4 separate regions of the Mus musculus genome follow, and regions 2, 3 and 4 are each linked to region 1. The links are chromatin contacts, called in public HiChIP or PLAC-seq and promoter capture Hi-C maps. All regions are on one chromosome and are shown on one strand. The core of a region is the stretch at or near the end of the contact, and the rest is flanking DNA. Distances in the headings are between cores, read along the strand shown.

Region 1 (7,027 bases), core at 2,165-4,664:
GAAGGAGGACGCCCTGAAATCCACAGGCAGACTACGGCCACTTTCATGGTTTGCATCGTACCCATGCATGCACATGCAGAGGGCAGAGGTCACCACTGGGTGTCTTTCTCTATGACTCCCCACTAAGCCTGGAGCTCACTGTTTGCGCTCTCCTGGCCAACCAGGAAACCCCAGGTATCTGCCTGGCTCTGTCCCCCAATACTGAGGTTAGACAAGTACCACCACTCCTGGATTTCACATGGGGGCTCAGGATCGAAACTCGGATCATCGTTCTTAAGCAGCAAGCACTGCCGCTGAGCCATCTCCTTAGGCAGTTGTTTCTCGCCATTATTCCGTAGAGACCAGCCAACTACTACTTTCCCAGGATTACATTGCATCAGGTACCTTAAATCACCTAGGGATGATATGAAGTATATGGGAGAGATCCCAGAAGTTTGCTGGCCAGTCAGTCTAGCCTATTCAATAGGCTCTAGCCAATGAGATTCTTTTTTTTTTTTTAAGATTTATTTATTTATTATATGTAAATACACTGTAGCTGTCTTCTGACACACCAGAACAGGGCATCCGATTTCGTTACGGATGGTTGTGAGCCACCATGTGGTTGCTGGGATTTGAACTCAGGACCTCTTAACCACTGAGCCATCTCTCCAGCCCCAAGATTCTGTCTAAAGGACATGAATGGTATTCCTGAGAATGCTACTCAGTTAATCTCTCTCTCTCTCTCTCCCTCCCTCCCTCTCTCCCTCCCTCCCTTTCTCTCTCTCCTCTTTCCCTCTCCTTCTCTCTCTCCTCTCTCCCTCCTCTCCCTCCTCCTCTCTCTCTCTGTCCTTTTCCCCAACTCTCTCTCCTCTCTCTCAAATGGTAAGGTGGTAAATTCTAAGTTCCATGCATTTCCAGGCTGCCCAGGACACTGCCTCAAGCCAGGAGTCCTGGCTGGATACCTTCCCATGGACACCTTTTGTTATCCCTCACTCCAGAGGCCAGTCCACCCTTGGTTGAGAAGTATTGGGATCTGAAATAGACAGAGATCTCCCTGAGCCTCTCTGCTCCAAAGAGGCTCTTCTCTGTTTGCTCCAGACACCCTGGCCACCATGGTCATCCCAGGCCACATACCTTCAAACCAGGATGGGTCCTGCTCCCGGGTCTCTGCAGTAATATTCTGGCTCACGTGATGCAGAAGATCGGCCAGCAGCTTTTGCCTCAGTGGGGCCTGCTCATCTGACAGCAGTTGCCGTGCAGCCTGGATGACGCCGGCATGTGGCTCATTAAACACACTGAGGAAACGTGTGATGTCACTCACATCTGTCACCACCAGGAGACAAACAGAAACACATTCATGCTGTTCTGGCTCCAAGAATTCAACCCAAAGACTGCCAGACATCAGGACTCTGGGGTCACCAACCCTTTCCCTGACCTGACACCCCCCACTGCAGTGATACTACAATTCCTCTGGCCACCTTCTGTCAGGCGAGGGTTGTAGTATCCTAGAAAAGCAGCACACTTGGTCTTTTGTCCTTCTCTCCTCCATACCAAGTCACCTCCTTTGGCCATCTCCTTAGGACCCCATTTTCAGACCTCCCAAGCCCTCTCCTTGGAGTCTTTGCACAAGTGCCTATGGTGAGCTTTCCCATCAAACTAAACACCAAGTGCATTCTACAGAGGGTCTTAACCAAACAGGAGCAAACAGAATTCAGTAACACTTAAAAAGCACAGGCCACAGCCAAATGAGGTTGCAAGTCTGGTTTGTACTCAGAACTCAGTGAGATCCACTGTGTTATTAACAAGCTGAAGAAGTAAGTTCTTGTGATACCAAAGGATGCAGAAATTGCAGGAAGAAACCTCAGACAGCCAGAACTTGACAAGAGGTTCCTGGAGCAAATGCACCATGAAGTGATCATCTGGATCTATCAAGGTCAGAACTCTGGAAGCTGGTTTTGGGGGCACGAGCTTGGAATGTGAGCAGTTGGGAAGTAGAGGCAGGAGAATCACAAGTTTTAGACCAGCCTCGGCCACATGTAGCCTTGTCCTCCCCATTTCCCTTGCAAATCTGAACCTTTTGCTCTAGTACAGAGCATGGAAAGAGCAAGGCCGGTTAGCTATGTGGTTGGAGCTCAGTTTCAATAAAGACAGTGAAAAGCTACACAGCGGGAGATATTTGAAAACCACACTATCTTACATCGAAGTCATAACCAAGATATTCTGGAGGGGGGGGGGGCTAAATATTTAAACAGCTTTATAAATCCGACTAAGAAACACAAAAAACGCGAAGAATCGCTTCTCTGAAGAGTGCCTTCAAGTGGTAAATAGGAAGATAATACCCAATCCCATTAGCCACCAGGGAAATTCGGATTAAGACTACAATGATCTGTCATCACACCTACCTAGAATAGCCTGAATGAAAACCATGATACCTGAGAGCATTTCAGCACACTGGTCGAAGTACAGCCCGGAGCAACAGTGAATGGAACCAAGACCTGCCCTGCCCTGCCCTGCCCTGCCCTGCCCTGCCCTGCCCTGCCCTGCCCTGCCCTGCCCAGCCCAGCCCAGCCCAACCCAGCACAGCACAGCACAGCACAGCACACCACAGCACAGCACAGCACAGCACACCACAGCACAGCACAGCACACCACAGCACAGCACAGCACAGCACAGCACAGCACAGCACAGCACACCACAGCACAGCACAGCACACCACAGCACAGCACAGCACAGCACAGCAGCACCGACCCCAGTCTCAATCCTTCCCTTGCCCTTGGCAGTTTCAAAATTAAAATCAAAGTTCTTCAGCAAAAGCTTTTGGCATTCAGAGCCTTTAACCAGATCTTCTGGGTTCCTGCCCGGGCCCCTCGACGAGGCTTTAAACCGTGTAGGTCCCTCCCATCTCCAAAGTGTTCCTACTCACAGCCATGCCAGGTCTCGCCAGCGGTGAGCAATAGGAGCTCAGCGTCGTTGGGAAGGCCCGGGAAGCAGTCGTCCGTCACCTCCGTGCCATCTTCGTACAGGCACAGCCGGGAACCGGGCATCGGGAGCTGGAGGACAAGAAGATCAGCTTGTCCCACAACAGTCTTGGCTTCCAGACAGCCAGCTCTGCGTACTGTAGAAGCCTAGCGCCTGTCCAAGCCCACCCAAGAGGATGGAAATCGTAGGGGTGGAAGCCAAGGTGCCCGCCGCGCAGTGCTTGCCCGGAATGCAAGACCCACCTGGAAGCGGACGCAGCCCTTACGCAGCAGCTCCTGGCAGCTCCGGGCCGCCACGCCGAACTTGCAGGCGCTATGTAGGGCTCGCAACTTGACGCATTTGGGTTGGCGGAGCACCGCGCACATTGCAGGGCTGCGGTACCGTAGCGACACTGGACTTGTAACGTTCCTGCCCGGAACTGTGGTGCGTAGACGCGGCCCGGAACTCTTTTCTCTACGTAGGTAGGTGCAACCGGAAACGTCCGACTGCAGGACCTGTCCCCAGCCAGAATCCTCGAGGCCTGGATGCGCACGCAGGCGCCGGCGGGCGGACGCGCAGGCGTACCGCGCGGGCCGGCCTGGTTGCTATGGGAGCGCAGCTGCGGCCCGGGCCCTGGGCAGAGGCAGCCCGGGCTGCTCCTCTGCTGCCCTCCTCAGAGGCCCGGGGTGGGGGCGGCTGGACCGAGACCCCTCCGAAGATAGCGGAGGCCGACATCGCAGCGGCCCCGCCTGGTCGTTTCCGCGGCGCTCTGTGACCCTGCGTGGCCTCGGTCTTCGGCAGGCACCCGGGGCGGAGGCTCCCTGACACCTGGCCTTGGAGGGACTGCGCGGCCAGTGCCTGTTCCAGGCCTCCCTGCAGCGCATCTCAGCCTTCGTGTCCGGAATCGGATTCGAGCCCCGCCTTGTCCTCGTCTGCATGCGTTACTGAACAGGAGCAGTTGCCACGAGACTAAAGACTGTAGCTCTGGCTCCGGGTAGGCTACACTTCGATCCGTGTCGTTTGGGGGTTTTGTTTGTTCGCTGGGTTTGGTTTGTTGTGCTTTTTAAGCGTTAAGATTCTCTAAAGCACTCTCAGTCCTTAAAATTACTTGGCCCCAGATCATTACTTAATATTGTAACATTTACGTTTTCTTGAAAAGAAAACTGGAAACACTTTTCATATCCTTGTAACAAAATGTTTGGAAGTTGCTACATTGAGTTCGGGTTTCTGGTTGGAAAGATGACAGGGTAAGTTCATAACCAAAAATAGAAGAGTTGGGGCTTAGTTTATAAGCAATGCTAGGGTAAATGTCAATTGACACTGCTGGCTGTGGCTGCCCTAGTGGCAGCTGGAACACCAGCCGCCTGTGGTAACCAGCTAGTAACACAGCATTGCACAGATCCAGATCTGTGGTGGGCTTTGTGAGGCGGGAAGGAACAGGAGGTGGAAGGGCTCCAGTGAGTGCATCGGCTGAAAATGTACATTTTGTAGATGTCCTTATTGAGGCCCCAGTGTTTTGGCCACGCTGCCCCCACAGCCCTCCTGCAGGGATCTTCAGTACCCGTACTTTGTTTTAGTTTTATTGGGCATACACTTGTATCTGCTGTTAACATTCTGTTCTATGCACCACAGAGACGAGGTAGACAGACCTGATTTTTGTTTGTTTGTTTGTTTGCTTGCTTGTTTTTTGGTTTTTGTTTTTTTTTTTTTTTTTTTGAGACTGTCTCACTGTGTAGCCCTAGAACTACTACATATAGACCATACTGACCTCAAACTCCGAGATCCTCCAAGTTCTGGGATCAAAGGCATGCACTACCACACCTGACACGGGCTCTTGAAGACACAGGGTCTGGTCAAGGCACTGGAGAAGTTCGTTAGATTTGACTATTCTCTAGAATTCAAGTCATAACCGGGCATAGTGTCACATACCTTTAATCCTAGTACTTGGGATGCAGAGGCAGGAGAATCTCTGTGAGTTTGAGGCCAGTCTAGACTACATAACAAGTTCTAGGCCAGTCAGGCCTAAATAAGAGACTCTGTCCCAAAAATAAAAACAAACAAAAAAAAAATCCAAGACAAGAATGGAGACTGGGGAAACAAGGTGTCCGGTCATAATTAGCACTTCTACTCCTACAATGGGGCTGCCTAGGGTTTTAAAATTAAGACCTGGAGAGGGGTGATCAAAGTTGGATTTAAAGAATGTTTGTCTTGACAGGAGCATAGGTTGAACGGGCAGTTGTACCCATCTGGAATAGAGATAAGGAAGAAGGGTGGAATCCAGTAATCCTTCATACCGTGCTGCCCTCTTGTGCTAAAGGGGAGGATGGTGGTTGAGGGAGATCAGCTCGGGGTTCAGAACCTGTGTGAACTAGGAGTGTAGCCTCACAGATTAAAGGAGAAGCATGCCAAGTCACCCAGCTATGCTTATCACTGCTCTCCGCTATTTTCTGGGTCAGTCTCCTCTACTCTGCTGCCGTTACAGCCACAGGGAACTCATGTAGCATCTTTAACAGTGACTTGCCATTCTAACTCTTAATAATTTAATACATACATACCCCAAAACACCAGCAAATGCCAGACAGGCATTGATTCTTGGGATGGTCCTTTTCAAATCCAGTGGAAGAGAAAGATCTAGATTACACATCAAGTGTGTTCACATGAGCCGGATTTCCTGTGGGATAGTTTGGATGTCAGAGTCTATAGAGTATTTCAATGTTGTATCTTATTCCAAGAAACTTCCAATGGACTTCTTTGTTCCGTGTTAGGAGCAGTGGTTTTTCTTCTGATGGTTTACTTCAGCATCTTGCTTAGCAAGTGTTTGATTGGCTTGGTAACTAAGAAGTAACCAAGGGGCCATAAGCACTTTGGGCTCTCAGTATGATCACATCTGAGGACCTGTGTGTTGCTGCTCTCTGTCAGTGCTGCCGCCCAAAGTTAGCTCCACTTGGGCAGGCCCTCCACTGCTGTTGGCCTCGGCAGCTCTGGATTCCAGTGCTAGGAGCCTCTGTGGGGAGAAATCTCCTTTGCTGTGGTCTCTAGATAGTCCTGAGGTTGAGTTTCTTCTGGGCAACACATACGTATGTTCCCATTCATAAACCTCACTGTGTAGGGGTATGGGATTCATGGACTGTCCAAGCCTAGGAAAGCTTGCCCCAGCAGGCCCCAGCCAGGGTTGGAGGGAAGTACAGAGTTGCCATAGCCAAGCTCACTCTATTGTTTTTCAACATGGAGAGCAGGGGGCAGTAAAGCAGACATCACAGCACCACAACCTCCAGATGAGAGGGGTGAGCTAGGATCACAGCATCACATCCTCCAGATGACAAGGGTGAGAGGTAGGATACAGGGCCATTCCCTGAAAAGTCACAGTGAAAGAATTTTTCAGCCGGTTGTTCTTCCTCAAGCTCCCTCAAGCTTGGCCATATCTCTCCTCAGCTTGGCAACTTAGCTTGCAGCAGTCTCTGCGTTAGAATAAGCAGTGTTTGCCTTCCCTCACTAGGACTGGGGGGGGGGGGGAGGAGAGGCTGTCCCTGCTGCCTGCCCCATGCCCCCACTAAGGGCCAGAGCCCATCCTTGCCCAGCTTGATTTTCCAGATCCAGGGGGGAAATGACAACTACTTGTGCCATTCTGGAAGGGGAGGGGAGGTGACCCAGCAAGATGCTCTATTGGGCTTCTCTGGGTGGTTTTCCACATACTGTAGGGATCTGGGAGCCTGCAAATGATCCTGGTCCAGCTAGTTCTTGAATTAAATTTGGAAATGTCCAGAGTCAGGCTCTCGGCCCAGCTGTGCTCCCTTCTGCCCTGGTGCGTCTGTATACATACACTGTCTTCCCTAGGGCTGCAGGTCGGCACGACCGCTAAGGCTCCTCCCTGTGCATCACTAGGTGTTATTGGGGGGTTGTTTGGTGTGTGTGCAAGTGTGTGCGTGTATGTGCACATGAGTGTTTCTGGAGTGTATGTGTGCGTACATGTGTCTTCTGTACAATAGGCAAGCACTATTCCTCAGTGATACCCATCCCCAGATCCTTCTCCTTTCTTAAAAGTACAGCAGCCACATTGTATCCCCCGATAGTGTATGCAGGGACTCCCATT
Region 2 (7,027 bases), core at 1,879-4,378, 2.2 Mb after region 1:
TGGAGTTGTAGTGACCCCCAACCATAAAACTGCTTTCATCACTACTTCATAACTGGTTTTGCTATATGCAGGATATCTGATATGCGACTCCTGTCAGAAGGTCATTCAGGCCCCCAAAAGGTTCCTGAATCCTTTGGCTGAGAACCACCGGCTTAGCAACTTTGGCTGGGAGTTACTACATGCAAAGCACCAGTCACAGGGCCAGCCCCCACGTCCATCCATGTCCCCCCCCACCCCCACCCCATCCTCTCCTCTATTAGGGGAACCATCCAGGTATATGATACGGAGGCCTCGGTTCTAAAGGGTCCCACAACCATCACATTGTTTCAGTTCACCCATAAAGATAGCCTTCTGGGCCCAGCCTTAAGGGATCTAGAGCTGGTATCTGAGCAAAAGAACCTGCCCCCCCCCCGCCCCCCAGGAGTGAGCTTTAAACAATTATATTCTGTTCTCATACTGTGACTATTCTGTCTCTGGAAGACCCTATCAAGGAATGGAGTAAAGTCAACTAAAATGAAACCCATCTGCCTCTGTCCCAAATTGGACTCACCATTGCTGCAGGCTCTAGCTCTAGGTCCCCTGGAATTAAGGAGTCTGCTTCTGGCTGCTTGCTCTCACAGTCAGAGACTGGATCGACTCTCAGAGTCAGAGACTGGGTCGACTCTTTTAAGTATGAGCTGTGGGTGTGAAGAGGCGGAGTTTCCAGAAACCAGAGCTATTTTCTGTTTCGGTTTCCTTTTCCTACGGCATACCTTAAATGAGTGGGAAAACCAAAACTGAATGAAAAGAAACTGTAGTTGGGAAGGAAAGGGACTGGCTCTCAAGGGTCAAAGCTGTAACCAGGCCTGTGTGCTCTAAAACTCCCTAAACGCCCTTCAGGTCCTTCACAAGGCATGTAAAAGTCAGAATAGGAACGAATAATAGAAAATGTATTTGTCGTTTGTTAGCTTGGAAATTAGTTGTCTTGGAAAATGGCATAATAATTCAGAAACTGCATAACATAGTACCAATCAGAATTGCCCAAAGACAACTGCTATTGGTTATTAGTTTAGAACAATAGTTTTTTTTTGGGGGGGAGGGGCTTGTAGGAAGCATTTCTGTCCTAGAACAGTTTATTAAGACCCTATTGTAGCTGGGCCAGGGCGCACACCTTTGATCCCAGCACCGGGGAAGCAGAGGCAGGTGGATGTCTGAGTTCAGGGCTAGCCTGGTCTACAGAACAAGCACCAAGACTCTGTCTTGAAAAGCCAAGAGAACAAACAAAGTATTGCTCACATCAAGATACATTGAGTCAGATGAGTTTGTTTTTGAAGTAGTCTTTGCTATGTAGTCCATGCTGGCTTCAAACTCACTTTAAAATTGGCCTTAAACTGGTCCTTCTGTTTCTCCTGCTCATGTTCTGAGATTTTAGTGATTCATCTTCTGTGCCATTTTCTGCAGTTCTGGGAACAGAACCCAGAGCTTCATGCATGCTAAGTAAGTACTCTAACAATTGAGTTATATACTTAGTACTCAGTTTTGGTTTTTTTTTTGTTTGTTTGTTTTTGTTTTTTTGGTTTGTTTTTGTTTTTGTTTTTTTTTTTTTGTTTTTTTTTTGTTTGTTTGTTTTTTGTTTTTTGAGACAGGGTTTCTCTGTATAGCCCTGGTTGTCCTTCTGGCTGTAACTCACACTGTAGACCAGGCTGGCCTCAAACTCAGAAATCTGCCTGCCTCTGCCTCCCAAGAGCTGGAATTAAAGGTATGTGCCACCACTGCCTGGCTTAGATTTTTTTTTTTAAGGTTTAGTTTTAATTATGTGGATACAGTGTATTTGGGGGGGGGGGATTGTGTATATGTGAGTGCAGGAAATTAGAAATTTAGAAGAAGGAACTGAATATATAAATTTTCTTTCTTTCTTTATTTTGCTTATATGCATGCATATGTGTGCTTATACATGTCAGAGATTAATGTTGAATGTTTTCTTCAATCACTTTCCACATAGCCATCTTTCCAGCCCAATATTTAAAGAAAATTAAAGAAGTAGGACCACCAGTAGGGTGTCTAGCCCCTCCTGTGGTCTCAGGCCACCTCCATTGAATGGAGGCAGCTGCCAGGCTACGCTGTGCTTAGTAACCTGAGTACAAAATGTCTGTATGTATAGCAGTGTAACTCAGAATGAAAACAATAGCAACCATTAAAATAATAATGGCCCTGTTTTTCTTATTTTCCTTTGGAAAAAAAATTTGGTGTGTGTGTGTGTGTGTTTTGAGACAGGGTCTCACTATGTAACCCTGGCTGTGCTGGGACTTACTCTGTAGACCAGGCAGGCCTCGAACTCACGGAGCTCTTTCTGTCTCTGCCTCTTGAATGCTACATTAAAGGCACGTGCGGCTGTGCCTCACTTGCCCTAAGTTTTTGAGTTCTTCTTGGCTGAACTTAGCGGTGGGGTAATTCAGGATACATCACTGGCACCATGACATCATCCCATCTGGTTTCTGTCACCACTGATATCCTTATCCTTACACTGCACGAAGTCGTCCTTCCGCTGCCCTGTGATATCAGTTGATGTCACTTATCAGGTGACCAGGACCAGTTGACCCCTCTCTAGTCTCGGTGTCTGGTGTTGGTTCATCTTTCTACCCAAGCTTGTTCCCAGACCTCTGTGTTAGTTTCAGGCTCCTTGCTGGAAACAACGCTGCCCATGAGCAAATGCTGTTCGGCTGAGGAGACAAGTGGCTGTCTTGATCCTGCTCGGGTCTTGGGTAGGGCTGTGTGAGGAGCCTCAGTGGGTCCTGACTTCACAGTCCTGAGGATTTGCTTTCTAGTTTTTGGAGAAATATCCTTCTGGATTTCCTACCAGGTGCTCATGACTTGCCTCCCATACCCTCTGGTGCTTCTTCTCCAAAACTAAGTGAGCCAGGAGCCCCCGCCCCGCCCACTCTAACCCGAGACCTCTCGGATGCAACGTCGTCGGGTTCACTTTCGTAGCCGGAGATCGGCTACGCGTAACAACCGGAGAGGGCGGGCGGCAGGCCGGGCTGGAGGCTGGCTCTTCATTGGCTGGGAGGAGTGTGGGAACTGAAGTCGAGAAGGATTCACAGCCCCGCCGCTCCCCCCCCCCCCCCCCCGTCCGCCGTATTTAAGCGCTCAGAGCTCGGCCTCCGGGTTCGGTGTCGCAGGCGCTCGCCCACGCGGTGCGCACCGGGGCGCCAGGTACAGCGTGGAAAGCCGGGCGAGCGTCTCAGCCCTCGCTAGCTGGACCTGGACCCCAGACCAGTGGGCAACGCTGCCAAAACCCGCAAAGTCGAGCGAGGGACAACGGAACACCGGATTCAAGCGCGGCTCTACCTAAAAGTCCTGGAAGCTGGAGAAGGGGCGGCGAGCGCGCGTCAGTGCAAGCCTGGCTCTGCTCCCGACCGTCACTGCGACCGCGGGCGCAGGAAGGATGTGAGTGGAGGCCGGGGCGAAGCCCGGTTCCCAGGCCTTCTGTGGCCCTCACTCAGAGCCCACGATTCAGAGGGAAGGGTAACTCTCTGCCTTGCCACCCGTCCTGCGTTCCCGCCTCCACGGCTCCCAAGCTCACAAAACCGAGGACAGCTGACATCCTGGAGATGAGCGTAAAAGACATCTGCAGCGCCTACACGGCCCGGTGACAGCTGGGGTCACTGCGTGGAGGTGAGCTGTGTGCGGGACAGGGACAGATTCCCGCGCTTGCAGCTCCCTAACCCTAATCCTAACCCTGAGAGCTCAGCAAGATGGCTTTGCCGAGCCTGAGACCCTGGGCAAGTTCTGGGCTCTTTCAGAAAGTGTCTCACCGAGACGATCTGCTTCCTGGCAGGATGTGAGGGGGTCGCCTGCCTGTCCCAGCTGGAACCAGGAGCCGGCCCGCCTCCCGCCTTCGTGGTGCATTTGCAGAAGTTTGACTCCAGTACCTCCTCCCACTCGAGAACCGGGTCTCTGGGCCCGAGCTGAACCTGGAGGTTGTGGCCGCGGTGAAGTGTGGCTTGTCTTACGACTGCAGGCTTGCACCAGAGAATGCGTATTTACAGTCGCACGGCGCATTTGTTTGGTTTTAAACCATATGGTTCAGTAGCACCGCTTCCTAGCTCTGGCATCCCTGACCCAGATCGTTTCCCAAGCCCTTCTTCTAGTCGGGGATATACGGATGGGGATGTGTCCCCTCACACTCCAGGGTTGGCTTTGCTTTGCTTAGTGTTGGAGTCTGCAACTACCCTGGGATATAATATGGACCCCAATAGGGGGCAACCAAGAAGGTGACAGTCACCAAGCTGTCTCGGTGCAGTAAGGTGATTGGGGAGAAGTATGGGAAGGGGGGGGTTCCTGATTTAAAAAAATAACTGTGTGTGTGTGTGTGTGTGTGTGTGTGTGTGTGATTGTGATGTATGCATGTGCTACTATGTATCCATGGGCAAACAGCAAGACTTCTGCCAGGAGTGGGGTGGGGTTGTAACCATGGTGGGACGGGGTTGTGGTGGTGAGGGTGATCCATGCCTTTAATCCCAGTGCTCTCAGGAGGGAGAGGCAGGCAAATCTCTGAGTTTGGGGACAGCTTGGTCTACAGATCAAGTTCCAGGACAACTAGCGCCACACAGGAAACCCTGTCTCAAAAACCAAACCAAAACAACCAAAGAAATCTCTCATTGAGCTGAAAGGTGAGCTCTCAGAATTTGTCAATGTCTGTCCCCTATTCCTTGTGCTGGAGTTCCAGGCAGGACAGTCATGTCTAGCTTTTTACATGGGTTTAAACCCAGTCCTCCATGCTTGTAGAACAAGTGCTCTTACCCCCTGAGCCATCTCCTTAGCCCTGGTACTACTGGGCATGGTGGCACATGCCTGTAATCTGTGCTTGGAAAGTAGAAGCAGGTGAATCACTGTGAGTTTGAGGTCAGCCTAGTCTATATAGTGAGTTTCAGATCAGTGAGTTCCAGGCCAGCCAGGGATGCACAGGGAAACCCTGTCTTTAAAAGAAATAATAATAAATTTCATACTCTTCTCCAGACCCTGAAAGGTGATCTGTGTTGATTTGTGCTGCACTTAGGGGAGAGCTGACCTTGTCTGCCATGAAACCTAAATTTTCGCTATTTGCATTCTGCTTATTCTCATGGTTCAACATAAAGATAGCAGCTTCTAGCCAAGTTGAGCTTCCCTTTCCCAACTCCAGTTCCCTTCCTGCAACACAGGCAGGGATTCCTGCAGGACAGGCTGGCAAGGACACATCATCCCTAGACAGAGTATACAGAGTGTCTGTTGTTAACTGTATGGAAGCGTCATCTGCCAATAAAAACGCTTACGGCCAATGAGTTGAGGCAGAAAGTAAGAGGTGGGACATCTGGCAGAGATGAGAATCTGGGAATTCGTCAGGAACAAGAGAGATTTTCATCAGAATGCTGAGGAGATGGAGGTAAAAGACAAGGAGAGGAACCAGCCATGCAGATGAATTCAGGTTAGAATAAAAGGGATAACTGAGTTACGAGTTAGCAGGAAGGAGCCAAAGCTTGTAGGGCAGGCATTTATTAATAAATAAGTCTCGGAGTCACTATTTCTGGGAATTAAGTAGTTGGGAGGCAAAACTCAACATTCGAGAGAGACTCATGAGGAGTCAAAGACCTGATGCACATCCGGTGGGAGAAGATTGGAGTTTCTTTCTGCATTATCGTGATCACTGGCATCTGGATGCTATTGAAAATATCAGGCACAAAGGCTAGGACATTCATACTCCACAAAGTCACCATTATGCTGTTTATGCCTCTTGATCCTCGAGTTGCTCGTGAGTGAGTGCTATGATTTCCTTGTGTGAGATGTGAAGCCCGTAGAGTATCTTGTGAGTGGTCTGGAAGCTGCACCCAAGCCACCATGAAGTAAAGCAAGTAACTAAAACAGGTTGATCTACCACCTCGTTCAATAGGCCATCCCTGGAGAGTCTTGAAACACGCTGTACATGCCGGGGAGAAATCTGGAGAAGTCTTTGCTAAACTTGTCATCCCTGCTTTTCCCACTGCTTTTAATCTTCCTGGATTTCCAGGAGCTGGAGCAATTGATCCTGAACAATACGTGCCATGTGGGATACATGTTGTAACCTTCAGACCTGAGGCAGGGAGGACATTGGTACTAAGGAACGAACTGGAGGATATTCTTAGCAGGAGAGTCTGTGTGGGAGGTGGGGAACTGCTCACTGCAGAAGGGTATTCAAGGAAAGGGGAGGTACTTATATCTAGACTTCACCTTCAGGAGGTGGGGGGAAAAGGTGTGGCCTAGGGAAGAAGTGTCAACTGAGAGCACTAGAAGTGGGTCATATTGGCCCTGTAGTAACAACTTTGGAATTTCGGTTTCCTTTTTTTTTTTTTTTTTTTTTTTGATTTTTTTTCGAGACAGGGTTTCTCTGTGTAGCCCTGGCTGTCCTGGAACTCACTCTGTAGACCAGGCTGGCCTCGAACTCAGAAATCCACCTGCCTCTGCCTCCCGAGTGCTGGGATTAAAGGCGTGCGCCACCAAGCCCGGCGGAATTTCGGTTTTCTTAAAAAACACAGAAATAGGCCCGGAGAGATGGCTCAGCAGTTAAGAGCACTGATTGCTCTTCCAGAGGTCCTGAGTTCAATTCCGAGCAACCACATGGTGGCTCACAACCATCTGTAATGGGCATCCGATGCTGTCTTCTGGTGGGTCTGAAGACAGCGATAGTATACCCACATAGATGAAATAGATAAACAAATCTTTTCAAAAAGCCCCACAGAAATAGTATAATAATATGTTTTTGTTTTACTCTCTGGTGTGGGGCTGCTTCACAGCAGCTGACTATGACTTGCCTTGTGCTCTAGTAGAGGCATGATTTTGCCAGCTGCAGATAGTTTCTGTGGTTGTGTGGCATTTGGAATTCTGGAGAATTTCAGATGGTATATAAATGCTAGGGCCCTGAGTGGCAGGGTAGATTGTTTGTTGGTTGTTGTTGGTCATTGTTGGTTGAGGTTTGTTAAGTAGTTGTGCACAAAAAAGCAATTATATATCCTGCCGGTAAAGATCAAACTTGCCC
Region 3 (7,027 bases), core at 2,964-5,463, 2.0 Mb before region 1:
CCGGATGAGGGTCTCAGGTTGTGTGAGCCGGTGCGACTCCTGTCTGTCCAGAAAGCTCCCCACGTGGCCATGACCCAAAGCAGCCCTGCCTCGCTCACAGGCCTCTGTGCATCCCTCCCTGTGCTTACAGAGCTCGGCTGTCTCTGAGGATGGACGTGGGTCTCGTTTTTGACCCTGTTATGTGGAAGTTACATAGAGATTATTGTTTCCTAGTACTGATAGAAACCAGCAAGGTTAGGAAGGCTCGTTGTGTTCAGACATGAAGACATGGCATACACTGTAGCTGTCTTCAGACACACCAGAAGGGGGCATCAGGTCCCATTACAGATGGCTGTGAGCCACCATGTGGGTGCTAGGAATTGAACTCAAGACCTCTGGAAGAGCAGTCAGTGCTCTTAACCACTGAGTCATCTCTCCAGCCCTGTTTTTGTTTTTTGAGACAGGATCTCTTTGTGTAGCCCTGGCTGTCCTGGAATGGAACTCACTCTGTAGGCCATGCTGGCCTTCAAATCACAGATAAAATACTCTGCCTCCAGCTGGGAATAAAGGCATCAACCGCCTTTTTTCTTTTTTTTTGAAATTCTGTTATGGGACTGAGCAGATGGCTCAATGGTAAAGGTATTTTGCGACCAATTCTGACAACCTTAGTTTGACTTCCAGGGTCCATGAGATAGAGTTCATTCACAAAAGTTGTCTTCTGACTTTCACATGTCACACACGTGTTCATGCGTGCCCCACCCCCACCCCAAGTTGATTGCTTAGATTCCAGGGCAGAGCCCAGCCATCAGGATGAGGCTGCTGTGGCTTCAGTCTGTGCTGTGGATGCGGTCTTGGAGTCATAAAGGCAGCCGACCTTGGCGACCAGATGGGACAGGAGGAAACCCTTGGCGCCCATGTTTGTTGTGCTCAGTGGCAGAGGGTAGGCTAGAGAGGATCCCATGCAGAATGAAAATGTGGCTGTAGTGTGAGGAGTTGATCCAGCCCTGGGGCTTGTTGCAGTAAAGAACTGGCTGCATTGCCTTTAGGCCTCAGATCCTTGCAGGAGTGGCAGGCTGCAGTGGGCCGAGGCTCTTCCCGGGCTGACACATTCCTAGCTGTTCCTTCCAACGATTGTAAAGCCTACGTGGTCCTGGCTGTCAGATACTGAATGGGTCTGTGGCTGTTCATCACCACCAGAGCTGCCTGTCCACTTAGCATTTGTGCTGTCATACAACACCACGACAGGGCACCTCAGAGAAACAAGAGCTAGTTGAGGTTTGTGGTTTAGAGGGATAAGAGTCCACAGAGGATGGCAACATTGACTGGGCAGTGGTGGCGCATGCCTTTAATCCCAGCACTTGGTAGGCAGAGGCAGGCGGATTTCTGAGTTCAAGGACAGCAAGGGCTACACAGAGAAACCCTGTCTCGAAAGAAAGGATGGCAACATTGGCAGTGAGGGAGAGGTAGACATGACCAGAGCAGGAAGCCAAGAGGACGAACCGCAGGTGTTGGGAGACTTTAAATCCCTCCAACCAGGCTGGACACCTGAGCCTCCTCAGTCAGTGCTGCTAGCTGGGGACCGAGTCACCACATTGCCTTTTGGGAGGCTTTCAGTTAATAAAGAGTCACTGTTGAAATTGTAAGGATCTGTCTCAAAGAGATAACCATTAATGAGAAAGTGAAGACTGCTACAAGTCTGTCAGCTGTGGTTTCTCTCAGGAAGGAGCAGTGGTGGCTAGCGAAGGGAAAAGAAGCAGGAGACCATGCACATGGCTGTGAATGGAGCTCTCTCTTGGCTGGGTGCACTTGGCACATTCTCCTGAGTGGCTTGGCTGAATAAACAGAAACCTGGGTGGAGCCCCATAGGCTAGTTATCACCAGCCTCAAGGGGGATTGGGGAGGGTAGTGCTAATCTCCTTACTGCGGGGTGGATCTTCAGCCCATACACACCCAGTGTTACAGAGGTCTGAGTCAAGGATCTCGCTCTGCCAGCTGCATGGCAGCTCAGCTTCCAGGAGTCCTTCCTGCTGTGGGAGGGCTGGCTACCTGTCACCTGGTTCTCTGGTGGCCATTGTGTCTACAGCATGTCAGCAAACTGCACCCCATTCTGTAGTGTGCAGCCTAGAGCTAAGAGTGGCGCTTTCCTTTTGAGTTTTGTAAAATTCAAAAGAAGAATGTTTTGATGTTGGGCATGCTGGTGCACGCCTTTCCCAGCATTCAGGAGGCAGAAGCAGGCAGAAATCTGTGAGTTTGAGGCTACCCAGGTCTATAGAGTGCCAGGGCTACACAGAGAAATCCTATCTCCAAAAAAAAAAAAAAATTAAAATTAAATTAAATTAAAAAAAAAAAATATATATATATATATATATATATATATATATACATACAGATAAAGTCAGCCATGAACGGTTGCCTAGAGCTCAGCAACACACAAGCCCGCTCCAGAGCTGAGTACCCAGGTGTGCTCTCTCCTCTTTAAGTGTGACGGCTTCATGATGGAAAGCTGGGTATCAGAAAGACAGAATGCAAGGTTATTGGTTTGATTTTAGGGACAGAAGGATAGCCACAAGTTCAAGGTCGGCCTAGATTAATTGTGCTTTTCGGGCCATCTAGGGCTCCTTTCAAACAAACAAAATTACCAAAACTGTGACCAGTTGTGCTGGCACACACCTTTAATTCCAGCACTAGGGAGGTAGAGACAGGTGGAGTTTGAGGCCAGCCAGAGCTATATAGAACCAAGTCTGTGGCTTAAAAATGGTGGTAGAGGTTAAAAAGATTTTGTTCTTTGTAAATGCCTTTTTGCTTTTACAAAAGTATGCTTTAGGGTACACACACTTAGCCTGAAGCTTCAGCAGACATCTGACCACTCGGTCGGGTGTCCAGTGGTCCATATTTGCTTTAGTCGTGTATGCTGGAGCCTGTCAGAACTCAGTGTAACTTTGCTCCTCTCAAACCTGTGACTTGTCATAAGAAAACCTACGGTGTTGGAAGTGAATAGTTGCTGCTAAGCTGCAGCCTGTGGGCACGTGGGGAGAAACCCTCCTACTCTGGTATTGCAGCACACTGTCTGCCAAGTGTATTTCCTGAAGACTAAAGAGCATCTGGGCCCTCGGGAATGAAAAGACACCTCAGTCAACTCAGGGTGACCTGAGTAGCCATTTCCAGGACAGTTAATTCATCAGTCGGGTTGTCACCGTGCTCAGCTTTGTCCTCGGCTCGTGTCACCTCTCCAGTTTATTGTTTCCCATAGATTTGGGTCAGCGCCACGGCTGTTGAGTCTGAAGTTACCAGTTGGAGTTCTTAGTTATTGTGCCTTAAGAGCAGCAGGGCAGCTGAAAGTGACGACTGCAGCGCAGTTCTAGGTTTCTAATGGCTACTCTCCCTCTGCTGAATCATCACTTGGTTGTCAGTGTGGAGTTCGTGTCTGTGCTTTTGTTTATAAAAGGTCTTGCTTATAGCCTGGGCTGACCTGGAAATCATGATCTTCTTGTCTCATTGTCCCGATTGCTAGGATTTCAGGCCTGTACCATCATGCCTTGCTGAGTATATACTATTTGAAAGCTTTCAGACCCAGATGTGGTGCTGCGATTAAAGTCATGTCCACAACAGTTGGCCTGCACCTGTGGTGGTAGAATTGTTGAAAAGGAATCTAGAGCCCTATACATCCAGACTCTACAAGCGAACTATATCCTCAGCCTGCCACAATTTGAATTGTTCTCATCATTTCTGGGGTTGACTAGACTCCACTGGCTAGCACTGGGCTGACACCTCCCTGCAGGTGTAGTCAGATGGTGTCTGGGTCTTACCACTCACGTATGTTGAAGAAAGCTTGGTTGGTTGGTTGGTTTCTTTTTGAGCAAGGGTACCTAGGTAGATCAGGTTGGCCTTGAACTCGGTTTGTAACTCATACTAGTCTGGAACTTACTACAATTCTCCTGCCTTAGCTTCCCAAGAGCTAGCTAGTATTTCAGCATTCAAACAAGCCCAGAATTGGTAATGGCTTCTGCATGCAAGCCTCTGTTCACCTGGGATAGCCTGGTGTAGCCGCCAGAGTTGGGTATGACCTGGCATCTTCTCCTTTCAGCTCTGAGCCAGCTTGGAATTCCTCTCAGCATGTGAGTTCTTGGGTACTCACCTTGATTTGCATATCTAGGCTCCCCCAAACAGCACTGTCCCCAGATGAAGCAGTTTCTTATGCCTGACCAGCAGTGGTCACACCCACGCCTCCACCCTGCTTTTCCTTCCTTCTTTTTAAATTGTGGTTATGCACGTGTTGTGGGGGGTGGGGGGCAGGAGGTTAATATTAATCATGGTGGTGTAATTCCAGCTCTTGAGAAGTAAGGCAAGAGAATTAGAAGCTCAAAGCCAGCCTCATCCACATAGCAAATTCAAAGCCTTTATGGTTACATAAAACTCTTTGTCTCCAAAATAATTTTTCCGTTTAAAATGTCTTCATGTTAGAGTATGGAGGTGTTGTTCGTGGGCATTGTCTTTGCCTCCATTCAGAACAGTCTTTGGTGATTTTAAGGCAAATTGTATTTATGATCTATTGGATGTGTCATCAAGTGTAGACACTAACCCTGTGGGCTAACCCGGTCCACTCCAGAATGAAATACAAGTTTTAACTAGTTGCAAGTGCCAATTGTACCTTACAGACTCTCCCTTGTCCTAAATTGACATGCCAAAAGGCTATCAGTAGCATTCAAGATCTCTTTCAAACCATCAGAGAACATGTGTGGTTCTAGTTTTCCCTCATAAACTGGTGTGTCTTGGAATATTCCTTTGTTTTCAGTGACTGCAAATCCCTTGGTGTTTCAAGACTGACCAGCTCTTAGAGCTGAGCGAGTGGTGCACACACCTCTGATCCCAAAGACCAAAAGGGGCTTGACCAGGAACTCTAGGCCAGCCTGAGCAATACAGTGAGACACACAGACACAGACAGACAGACAGACAGACAGACACACACACACACCCCGCCTCAGCAGGGTTGGGGACATGTCACTCTAATGTGGGCACTTGGAAAGCAGGAACAGAGGAGGGTTTATCTAAGTTTAAGACTGTCCTGGATTGTGCGAGTAGCAAGAAGACCCTGTTTCAAAAGAAGAAAACCTAAAAAATAATAAATGACAATTTAAGAAGGAAGTCTGAGCCAGGCTTACAGCTCTGCTGTATAGTCCTCAGTGCTCAGGGGGTCAGAGTTCAAGGCCAACCGGAACAACTTAGATCTTGTCTCCAGCCATGACTGGAGTTATTGAGGTAGCTGAGTGGTGGAGCGCTTGCCTCGCATGTGCCAGGAAGGAGGGAGAGCAAAGACTTGTAAGTATAGATTTCTGAGAAGATGAAATGCATTAATATGTTAATAATTTTTAATGATTTTAATACTGTCTGAAGAATGTGTCATGACAGCAACCCGTCACCAAGCAGCAGACGCCGTAGAGTTCTCAGGAGCTGCCAGCGCAGCTGCTGCCTTTATTTGTGTTTTATGGCATGTGAGGTGAGAGATTGTCAGAAAAATACCAAATTAAAGAAAAAGACGGATTGAAGTGGAAACTTCTGGCTTCTTTGGAAAGTCAGTTTTGTCAGATGATGTTTTGCTGGGACACACAAGTGACAGGATGTTTTGCTGAAACGGACATATGAAAGGACACATGATGGTTAGAAAGAATATAAATACGACCCCACAGCAGTGGGAGCGCCAGGTCGGGTCACTTTGCTTCGCCTCTCTGTTCTTCGCTGACAGCACACATGTATTGGTTCGCCTTACATTGAGTTGTTGAGCTGCACTTGTGGTGACTTCATAGAGAGAAACTCATCAAAGAACTTCTCATGAGGTTCCTGGGGCTGGTTGGCAAGCCTCATGGTTTCTTCTGGATTGAACTGCCTTGCTGACTGTGTGTGGTGACTGCCGAGTGGACTGGACTGAGCACAGTGAAGCTTGGAATCACACCAAATAACTGTCATGTGACAGGAGGCTCGGGAGAGACCCTGCCTTAAAGGAGCAGGTCGAGAGAAGCAGGACACTTGATGCCCTCCTCTGGCTTCTTCACGTGCGTGTGTACATGGGCACAGGGGACTCAGTAAAGTCAGAAGACATTGACGGGAGAGGATGGGGAGCCTTGCTGGGCTTCAGCTCCCCACACGTTAGGTGGAAGACACAGGATAGGTTCCCTAAAGGAGGTGAGTGTAACCTGTTAGGGCCGCTCTGCCATCTTCTGTAAATACATTTTTGTTTGGAGGGCTGTGGTGCATCTGTGTGAAAGTCAGGATCACTTGCTCTGCTCAGCCCTTCCTTCCCTTCCATCATGGATTCTGGAGATTGAACGCAGGCTGTCAGGCTTGGCAGCGGTAAGAACCTTCGCCGGCTCCTGGCTCCCGGCTCCAGGCTCCAGGCTCCAATCTGGAATCCTAACTCAAAGCTGCTGTTGCTGGTGGCAATACTTCATGGAAAGTCTTGGCTCATGGGTAGGCCAACAAGGTGAAGATGGTGTGGTCCCAGACAACCCTCTGAGACCCTTTCTGCCGTTTCCTACTCCTGTGTGAGTCTTATCGCTGTAATGAACTCCCAGTAGAGTTGACTTAACAAACACAAAGTATCTTAGCTGCTTATGTTGGCCTGTGCCTGTAATCCTGGCATTCAAGGAGCAGAAGCGTTGCCACAAGTTTAGGACCAGCTAGTTTGAGGTTTGTTTTTTTTTTTTTTTTTTTTTTTGGTTTTTCGAGACAGGGTTTCTCTGTACAGTCCTGGCTGTCCTGGAACTCACTTTGTAGACCAGGTTGGCCTCGAACTCAGAAATCCGCCTGCCTCTGCCTCCCAAGTGCTGGGATTAAAGGCGTGTGCCACCACGCCCGGCTTTACTTTTTTTTTAAATTATTTTTTAAAGATTTATTTGTTTATTATATATAAGTACACTGTAGCTGTCTTCAGACACACCAGAAGAGGGCGTCAGATCTCATTACACATGGTTGTGAGCCACCATGTGGTTGCTGGGATTTGAACTCATAACCTCTGGAAGAGCAGTCCGTGCTCTTAACCACTGAGCCATCTCTC
Region 4 (7,027 bases), core at 1,369-3,868, 2.0 Mb after region 1:
GAACCCTGGGGATGGCCTGTCAATCGATCATACTGTCAATGTTCCTGTGACAAGGCTTCCATACCCTCCCATGTTGATACCTAAGGGACTTGAGACTCTCTTGGTGGCCCTGGCCTCAGTCACCCCGGAACTTCAGGTGCTGTTACTCCGCCCACTTAAGCCCGCCATTGACTGGCCACATGCTTACACTCTCAAGGACCTCCTTGGAGTCGGCCACAATTGATAACTGAAGGCCTTGACGGTGGGTGGTGGCTGAGAAGTATTCTGAAATGTATTCCCAGAGATCACACGGTGGAACCTGCTTGGTGAGACAGCTGCTTAACTTTTATATTAGCCCGATACTGTAAAGACTGTTGGTGTGAATAAACCACTTTGAAAGACAAACTTTGTGTGGACATTCTGATCCCAAGTGCCTTACAGTCCATACGCTCACACACCCTGAAAAGCTTTAAAAGTCATGTCTGTTCAGAAACAAACACACACACAAAAAGACTGATTTATGTGTAAACCTGAAAGAGAAATGGATAGTTTAAATATTCTTCTATGCTTTAAACACACCCAGAAGTGGGGTTGGCCACTTAGGCTGTTGACAGATTAATCCACAGATACAAAATCTGACACAAGTATTTTCCTTTAGTTAAAAATAAATTAAGACGTGCACTCCCAACTTAAAAAAATTTAAGGGTTTCTCTGCATAGTCCTGGCTATCCTGGACTCACTCTGTAGACCAGGCTGGCCTTGAACCCAGAGATTTGCCTGCCTCTGTAAATTCTTATCTATGCAAGCATACAATATTTATAAATAGGTCTAAGCAAACTGCATTATATTTATCAACCTCTATCCACTGAGACAAAAATTCTAACCTAGTTGACTTGAAAATCAAGTCAAACCTCATACTTGTCCATGACAAAAGATAAAAAACGGGAGACACAACAGAATGGAACTCTGTCTGAACAATACAAAGACAACTTTGACAAGTAACATTTTGAGATGAATTCAACACAGTCTGCAGGTGAGGCTGTGCAGAACAATCAAGATGGGCAGTGAGCTGCAGAGTTTGCAGAATGAGGGCACTCTAAACTCATCAAGTGAGGAGGCCCTTCCCTCACACTCCAGATGGCTGATAGGTGGCATTACATGGTCAGTGTGTGTGCATGTGTGTGTGTGTGTGCGCGCGCGTGCGCGCGCACGCGCTCAGATGCAATCTCCACATTCATAACCAGATGTCCTTGGGTAGGCCTTACACCAGACCACTAATGGCACCCTCAGTGGACTAGACATTGTTAGCTGTCTCTGGCCATCAGTCCCAAGGTCTCAACAGCAATTGGATAAACCAAGCTCAGCCCAGATCATTTATCAGATTGTTCAGGATGCTTGGCCTGTGTCAGGAGAGACCCCGGCACCTGCAGTGACATCAGGGAACGCCCTCCTTGCGCTGGCAGCACTGGGAGGGTGGAGCTGACCAGTCATAGACATAGGAAAGGCGCAACTGCACCTCATGCTTGCACAACCGGCCCTCATGCAGCAACATCTGTTGCTTCTCCAACATGTCCTCTGGGCTTTGCTTGTGTGTCACCAGATACTGATTGTTGCAGCCTCGAGATTTGTACTCCGTGTCGAAGCGTGGGTCGTGCTCCCGTTGCACATCCACTGGTGCCAGCCAGGTGCCCAGCGATACGTCTTCACTGTGCCACGCGCGCAGGTACTCGCGGCTGAGGCGCAGGTAATGCACCAGGTCCGCAGAAAGGACATAGCCACCGCCCAACGCGTAGGGCAGGTAGTAGTCGCAGAGTTGCCAGGCTGCTTCTCGCCAGCGACCTCCCGGCTTGACGCGCCCGCGCCCGGAAAAGAAGCCCCAGTAGAGGCGCCGGCGGCGTGCGGGCTCCCGTGCGCGTAGGTCCACCAGGATAGCGTCCAGGCGCGCAAAGGAGTCGTCGTCCGCCTTGAGCACGAACTCGAAGTCCACGCGCTCATCCAGCCAGGTCAGCATGGCCAGGACCTTGGCCGTGAGGTTCTCGTAGGCGTCGCGCAGGGCGGGCAGCAGCAGCAGGTCCCCGTGCTGCGCCTGCTCGAGCTCAAGAGCGCGCCGCTCCTCCGAGCCTAAGCCGCCAGTGCCCACGGCGAAGCGCGCCCACACGTCCTCGGGTCCGCCACGCCTCTCCGGTGCCAGCCACGTGCTGCGCACTGCGGTGCGGCGCTCGACCGCGCGGGGCGCACTGGCCACCAGCACCGCCAGGAAGGCCTTAGCGCGGGGCCGAGCGGCTCCGGAAGCGGAGGGCGTCTCGCCCTCGGAAGCGCAGCGCGCCAGGTACAACAGAGTGGTGCCGCAGAACGCCAGGCCGCCTAGGCCCAGCGCCACCCGGTGCCGCCAAGCGCGCCGGAATACCTTCATGCTGCGGGCGAGAGGCCGCCGAGGAGCGCAGGCGCGGACGCTGGAAGGCGCCTGCGCGACTCGGACGCTGGAAGGCGCCTGCGCGACTCGGAGGCTGGAAGGCGCCTGCGCGACTCGGAGGCTGGAAGGCGCCTGCGCGACTCGGAGACTGGAAGGCGCCTGCGCGACTCGACTCGGAGACTGGAAGGCGCCTGCGCGACTCGACTCGGAGACTGGAAGGCGCCTGCGCGACTCGGAGACTGGAAGGCTCGGAGGCTGGAAGGCGCCTGCGCGACTCGGACGCTGGAAGGCGCCTGCGCGACTCGGACGCTGGAAGGCGCCTGCGCGACTCGACTCGGACGCTGGAAGGCGCCTGCGCGACTCGGAGACTGGCGCGGCCGGTTAGGCCTGGTAACGTGGGAGGAGCCCCGAGGCGCACCGTGGCTGGGGGTTTCGACTCCCCGGAGCTGATATCCAGGGCGGCTTTGAAGGATAGGGCTGGGCCCAGAATGATTGACACGTGACCCCGCGCGCCATTCCTATTGGTTGCTTCGCAGAGGCTGCTTCCGCCCATAAGAAAGATGGCGGCTTCGAGATTCGTACCGGAGGCCGGGTGTTTTTTTCCCCACCGTTCCCGGTTGTCTTATTCGCCCCTTCCCGGAAGAAAGATGGCGGCGGCCTGAGCCGAGTTCTGCGTAAGACTTGGCGGGCGCCCAGACCCGGCGCATCAGAAGCCGGGGTGAGTGAGGGGTCCCTGCAGTCGCCGTGCGAGGGGCGGGCTTGGGAGGCCATTCGGGTAGCGTTCGAATCGCGCCAGGTCTGAGCCGGCTCGACCCCGCGGGCCGCCCTCTTCCTCGGCTGCTGCTTCCGGAACTCACTGCCGCGGGGGATCTGAGGCTCGGGGCTCTGTTACCGGCTGGCGTTGTGACCTCAACTTGTGGTCCAGCAGCATCTCTGCCTCGGTTTCCCCTTTGGTAAAACGTGCGCCATGAGTTCTAGTAGTGTGAGCTGGAAATGGAAGGCCTGGGTAAAACCTTCCTGCCCAGCCCGGGTTGGTGGGCGTTCTTCTCCGGTACTGTTCGGCGTAGTTCTTAAACCGACATTGCTTTTACTTACTGTTGTTGTTGTTGACGTTTTTCGAGACGAGCGAGCTTTCTCCGTGTAGCTCGGGCTGTGCTGGAGCTCACTCTGTAGACCAGAGTGGCTGCACTGGAACTCAGAGATCGCCTGCCTTTGCCTCCTTAGTGCTAGAATTAAAGGCTTTTTCTTTTCTTTTACTTAACTTTTTTTTTTTTCTTCCTGCCAGGCTTTATTTCTTTACATTCCTATTTTTGTGTTGCTGGAGGAGATCGAATCCAGCACCGTAAATGCTGGGCAAAGGCTCTACTACTGGGCTAAATCATCAGTCCACTACCAGCTTTTGGGCTGTTTTACACTGTTGGTTTTTAGACTTTGGTGGTCTTTTTTTTTTTCCCTTTCCTCTTTTGTTGTTGTTAGCGATAGGTTCCAGACAGGGTTTCATGTAGCCTGCCTGAACTTACTATGTAGCTGAGGCTGGCCTTGAACTATTGAGTCTACTGCCTGTAACTCGAAGCAAGCCTAGTCAGTCTGCTTGGCAAGTTCCTGGCCAACCAAGGCTTCATTGTGAGACCCTGTCTCAAAACAAAACAAAAAAGCAAAAGAAACAAAATATATAGTTTGATTTCATCAGAATTATAATGTAAGGATGGCAAAGAAGTACAGATATTCCCCCAGCCACCCTGTGTATTCCTGAAACCTAGGTGGAACTAAGTCCTGAGTAGACTGTTATAGGTACAGCAAATTTTAATTTAGAAATTAGGCCCAGGTAGAGATTAACAAATGATCATAAAACAGTTGTGACTTTGACAAATAGAATGCCATCTGACTTCGATTGATGGCAAATCAAGGGGTATCATTGTCACCTCCACTACAGGTGTCACTAGCATTCCTTTTTACTACTGGTTGGAAACTGATATGTGTAGAAGCTATGACAAGATGAAACTCCTGAGTTTCATGCCTGTTTTCTTCTCCTTGTATTCTTACACCCGTCTCCTCATCATTCCGGGGCAAATCCTTGAGCATTTCCCAGAATTCTCTCTACCCCTGCCAGATGTCCCACCTCCTATTCTCTGCCTTAGCTCATTAACCATAGGCTTTTTTATTGACAGGTGATGCTTATAATAGATTCTCTACAGCAAAGGTCAGATGCCTTAACCAAGGTCACAGAGCTCTGTGGTCAAGCTGGGGTCTGGAGAATGAGTGACCGCAGCCGTCCAATACACACTGGAATAGTGATTAGGGAGGAATGGAGTCAGGTTTACGTTGTTGTGTTGTTGGTGTGTGGGGTTAGGGTACAGGAAGTGCTGCAACTTTAGCCTGGCCAAGTACATTTCTCCAGTTTCTTTTTTAAAAAGTAAAAACATCATTTGTTGTTTTCCTTTTTCACTTTTTCTTCTTCATTCCCCCCCCCCCCCCCCCCCCGGTAGTGCTGGGATCAGCCCTAGGACTTGAGCACACCAGACAAGTGTTTCACCCCTGCCTGAGCTATATATATATAATATATATATATATATATCCCTAGCCCCTTGTGTGTGGATCTTGTTTGGAGATAGGATCTTACTGTTTATCCATGGCTGGCTTGGAGCTCACAGTGTGGACCAGACTGGCCTTGAACTCAGAGATCCACCCATGTCCACCTCCTGTGTGCTGGGATTAAAGTTGAATGTCACCATATCCTGCTGGAATATATGGTTGGTCCTGATTATTAAATCATGTTATGAAATAAATATATTTAGTGAAGCATTTGCTTCCACTTAACTGTGGTGGTCTGTCTTTTTTTTTTTTTTTTTTTTTTTTCTCTCCCTGAGACAATACTTCTCTGTGTAGCCCTGGTTATCACCCAAGTGCTGGGATTAAAGGTTGATAGTGAGAATTTGGAATTTTGGTTGCTTTAAAAATCACAAATATTATAAGGGTGTGCTTCCATTTTAATCCCAGGCATAAAGATGTGGGGCTGCTCTGGACTCTCCATGGCAGCTGACTGTGATTTGCCTTGCGCTGTAGCAGAGGCGTGGTTTTGCCAGCTATAGAAAATGTTCTGCGATTGATTGACATTTGGAATTCTGGGAACTTTTCAGAGGATATATAAATGCTAGGGCACCTAGAGGTGTGATTGGTGGGTGTTCAGGGAGGTTGGTTATGGTTTGCTAGTAGTCATTCTCAAAGAAGAAACAAGAGAAAAAAATTAGATGCAGAGATCTCTCTTTCTCCCCCCTCTATCCTTCTTCTCTCCTATCTAGTGATAGGGGATGAAACCAGAGACAGATAAAGGATGGGAAAAAGAAGAACCCACAAAGTAGCAAAGACTGGCTACAAAGGAATGTGCCATCACCCCTGGCCTGGTCTGTCTGTCTTTGTAGACTGTCAGGTTGTGGAGCCAGCCATCAGCCTTCAGCTTTCCTGGCAGTGCTAGTAACCCAGAGACTTTGTAGTATCCAGGGCTCTAGTTTGAGCTGTGATTTCCCTTTCTTCCTTGCTACCTCTTACTCCAGCTCTCGGTTCACACCTTGCAGGAGTCCCATGGTCTGGCTGGTGGCAATGACGCCCAGGCAGAGTTCCCTCTGTGGTCTAGCTGCTCATGGCCTCTGGTTCTTGGGCCTTGTCCTTCTGATGGATGCAACCGCTAGACCTGCCAACCACTCATCTACTCGGGAAAGAGCGGCTAACAGGGAGGAAAATGAGATCATGCCCCCAGACCACCTGAATGGGGTGAAGCTGGAGATGGATGGACACCTCAACAAGGACTTCCATCAGGAGGTTTTCCTGGGAAAGGACATGGATGGGTTTGATGAAGACTCAGAGCCACGGAGAAGCCGGAGGAAGCTGATGGTCATCTTTTCCAAGTAAGTGTCTCCTGTGTCCTCTGCAAATGCATGCTAAGGCATCCAGAACACAGATATTTACATTGCGATTCATAACGTAGCAAATTTACAGTTATGAAGTAGCAATGAAAAGAATGTTACGGTTGGGGGTCACCACAACATGAGGAACTCTGTATTAAAGGGTTACAGCACTAGGAAGGGTGAATTTGAAAGGACTTGGAGGGCCTAAGCTGGGCTGCTTAGCTATGCCTCCGCCATCATAGCCAGGAAGGCCTCAAGGTAGACTTCTGCCCCTGCCCCACCTCTTAAGGACTTTGTGTATGGCTGTTCCAACTATAGACTTTATCAGTTGAAAAGCATAAAGCCAGGCCAAGTGGAAAGGAAAGTAAGTGGTCCTAGCATGTTATAATTTCAGATAGAGAAGGGCTGGCCCAGGGCTGCCTAGGAAAAGATATAACAAATCAATATGTTAAGAGCTGATGGGGGGAAGGGGACATAGGCTGGTCTGTTTGGGTACCTACATTCCCTCCCTCCCTTCCTCCCTCCCTCCCTCCCTTCCTTCCTTTCTTTTTCTCTGTGGTAAGATCTTACTGTGTAGCCCTGGCTGGCCTTGGACTCACAACTGGTCCATCTGCTGCTGCTTGTCTGCTTGCTTGCTTGCTAGCCTGCTTTGTGGATTTTTAGAGACATGATCTCTCTATTAAATAGCCCTGGCTATCCTAGATTTTAATATGTAGACCAGCAGGCCTCTCTC

What was found. Promoter capture Hi-C pulls out the DNA fragments that hold promoters and counts their contacts. HiChIP or PLAC-seq counts read pairs in DNA pulled down with a chosen protein or histone mark.
Region 2: a contact with region 1 is called in a promoter capture Hi-C map of hematopoietic stem and progenitor cells, with 2.5 times the contacts expected there. The contact joins the promoter of AW011738 here to the promoter of Dffb in region 1. A contact is called at or near these places in 3 of 39 promoter capture datasets (the C10 cell line, hematopoietic stem and progenitor cells and pre-B cells).
Region 3: an H3K27ac HiChIP or PLAC-seq map of acute myeloid leukemia shows a contact between it and region 1, with 7 times the contacts expected there. The contact joins the enhancer-like site here to the promoter of Dffb in region 1. A contact is called at or near these places in 3 of 39 promoter capture datasets (the C10 cell line and liver), 1 of 15 datasets of contacts at CTCF or cohesin (large pre-B cells), 2 of 115 datasets of contacts at active chromatin or transcription factors (acute myeloid leukemia and large pre-B cells) and 1 of 9 other capture datasets (liver).
Region 4: a contact with region 1 is called in a promoter capture Hi-C map of erythroid cells, with 4 times the contacts expected there. The contact joins the promoter of Sdf4 here to the promoter of Dffb in region 1. A contact is called at or near these places in 2 of 39 promoter capture datasets (erythroid cells and pre-B cells).

Annotation. Positions count from the first base shown.
Region 1 is chr4:153,971,667-153,978,693 of GRCm38.p6, forward strand. Dffb (DNA fragmentation factor, beta subunit) reads right to left here and starts at 3,415. Exons shown (of 7, transcript NM_007859.4): 1 at 3,201-3,415; 2 at 2,903-3,029; 3 at 1,114-1,302. The coding sequence starts at 3,323. Cep104 (centrosomal protein 104) reads left to right here and starts at 3,895. Exons shown (of 22, transcript NM_177673.2): 1 at 3,895-3,931.
Region 2 is chr4:156,200,156-156,207,182 of GRCm38.p6, forward strand. AW011738 (expressed sequence AW011738) reads left to right here and starts at 3,129. Exons shown (of 1, transcript NR_030671.1): 1 at 3,129-5,873. It overlaps Isg15 (ISG15 ubiquitin-like modifier), which reads right to left and starts at 663. Exons shown (of 2, transcript NM_015783.3): 1 at 551-663. The coding sequence starts at 553. It also overlaps a transcript of Perm1 not described here.
Region 3 is chr4:151,958,823-151,965,849 of GRCm38.p6, forward strand. The region is part of intron 4 of Dnajc11 (DnaJ heat shock protein family (Hsp40) member C11); the gene reads left to right. Among named protein-coding and RNA genes, the nearest start is that of Thap3, 27 kb to the right of the region's middle. Within about 2 kb of position 4,214, at least 25 of the 459 cell types and tissues checked have an H3K27ac peak or open chromatin away from gene starts, as enhancers often do. A contact at or near this core is called in acute myeloid leukemia, where this site is marked.
Region 4 is chr4:155,990,225-155,997,251 of GRCm38.p6, forward strand. It overlaps Sdf4 (stromal cell derived factor 4), which reads left to right and starts at 2,619. Exons shown (of 7, transcript NM_011341.5): 1 at 2,619-3,110; 2 at 5,965-6,294. The coding sequence starts at 5,972. It overlaps B3galt6 (UDP-Gal:betaGal beta 1,3-galactosyltransferase, polypeptide 6), which reads right to left and starts at 2,454. Exons shown (of 1, transcript NM_080445.4): 1 at 1-2,454. The coding sequence starts at 2,392. The coding sequence ends at 1,415.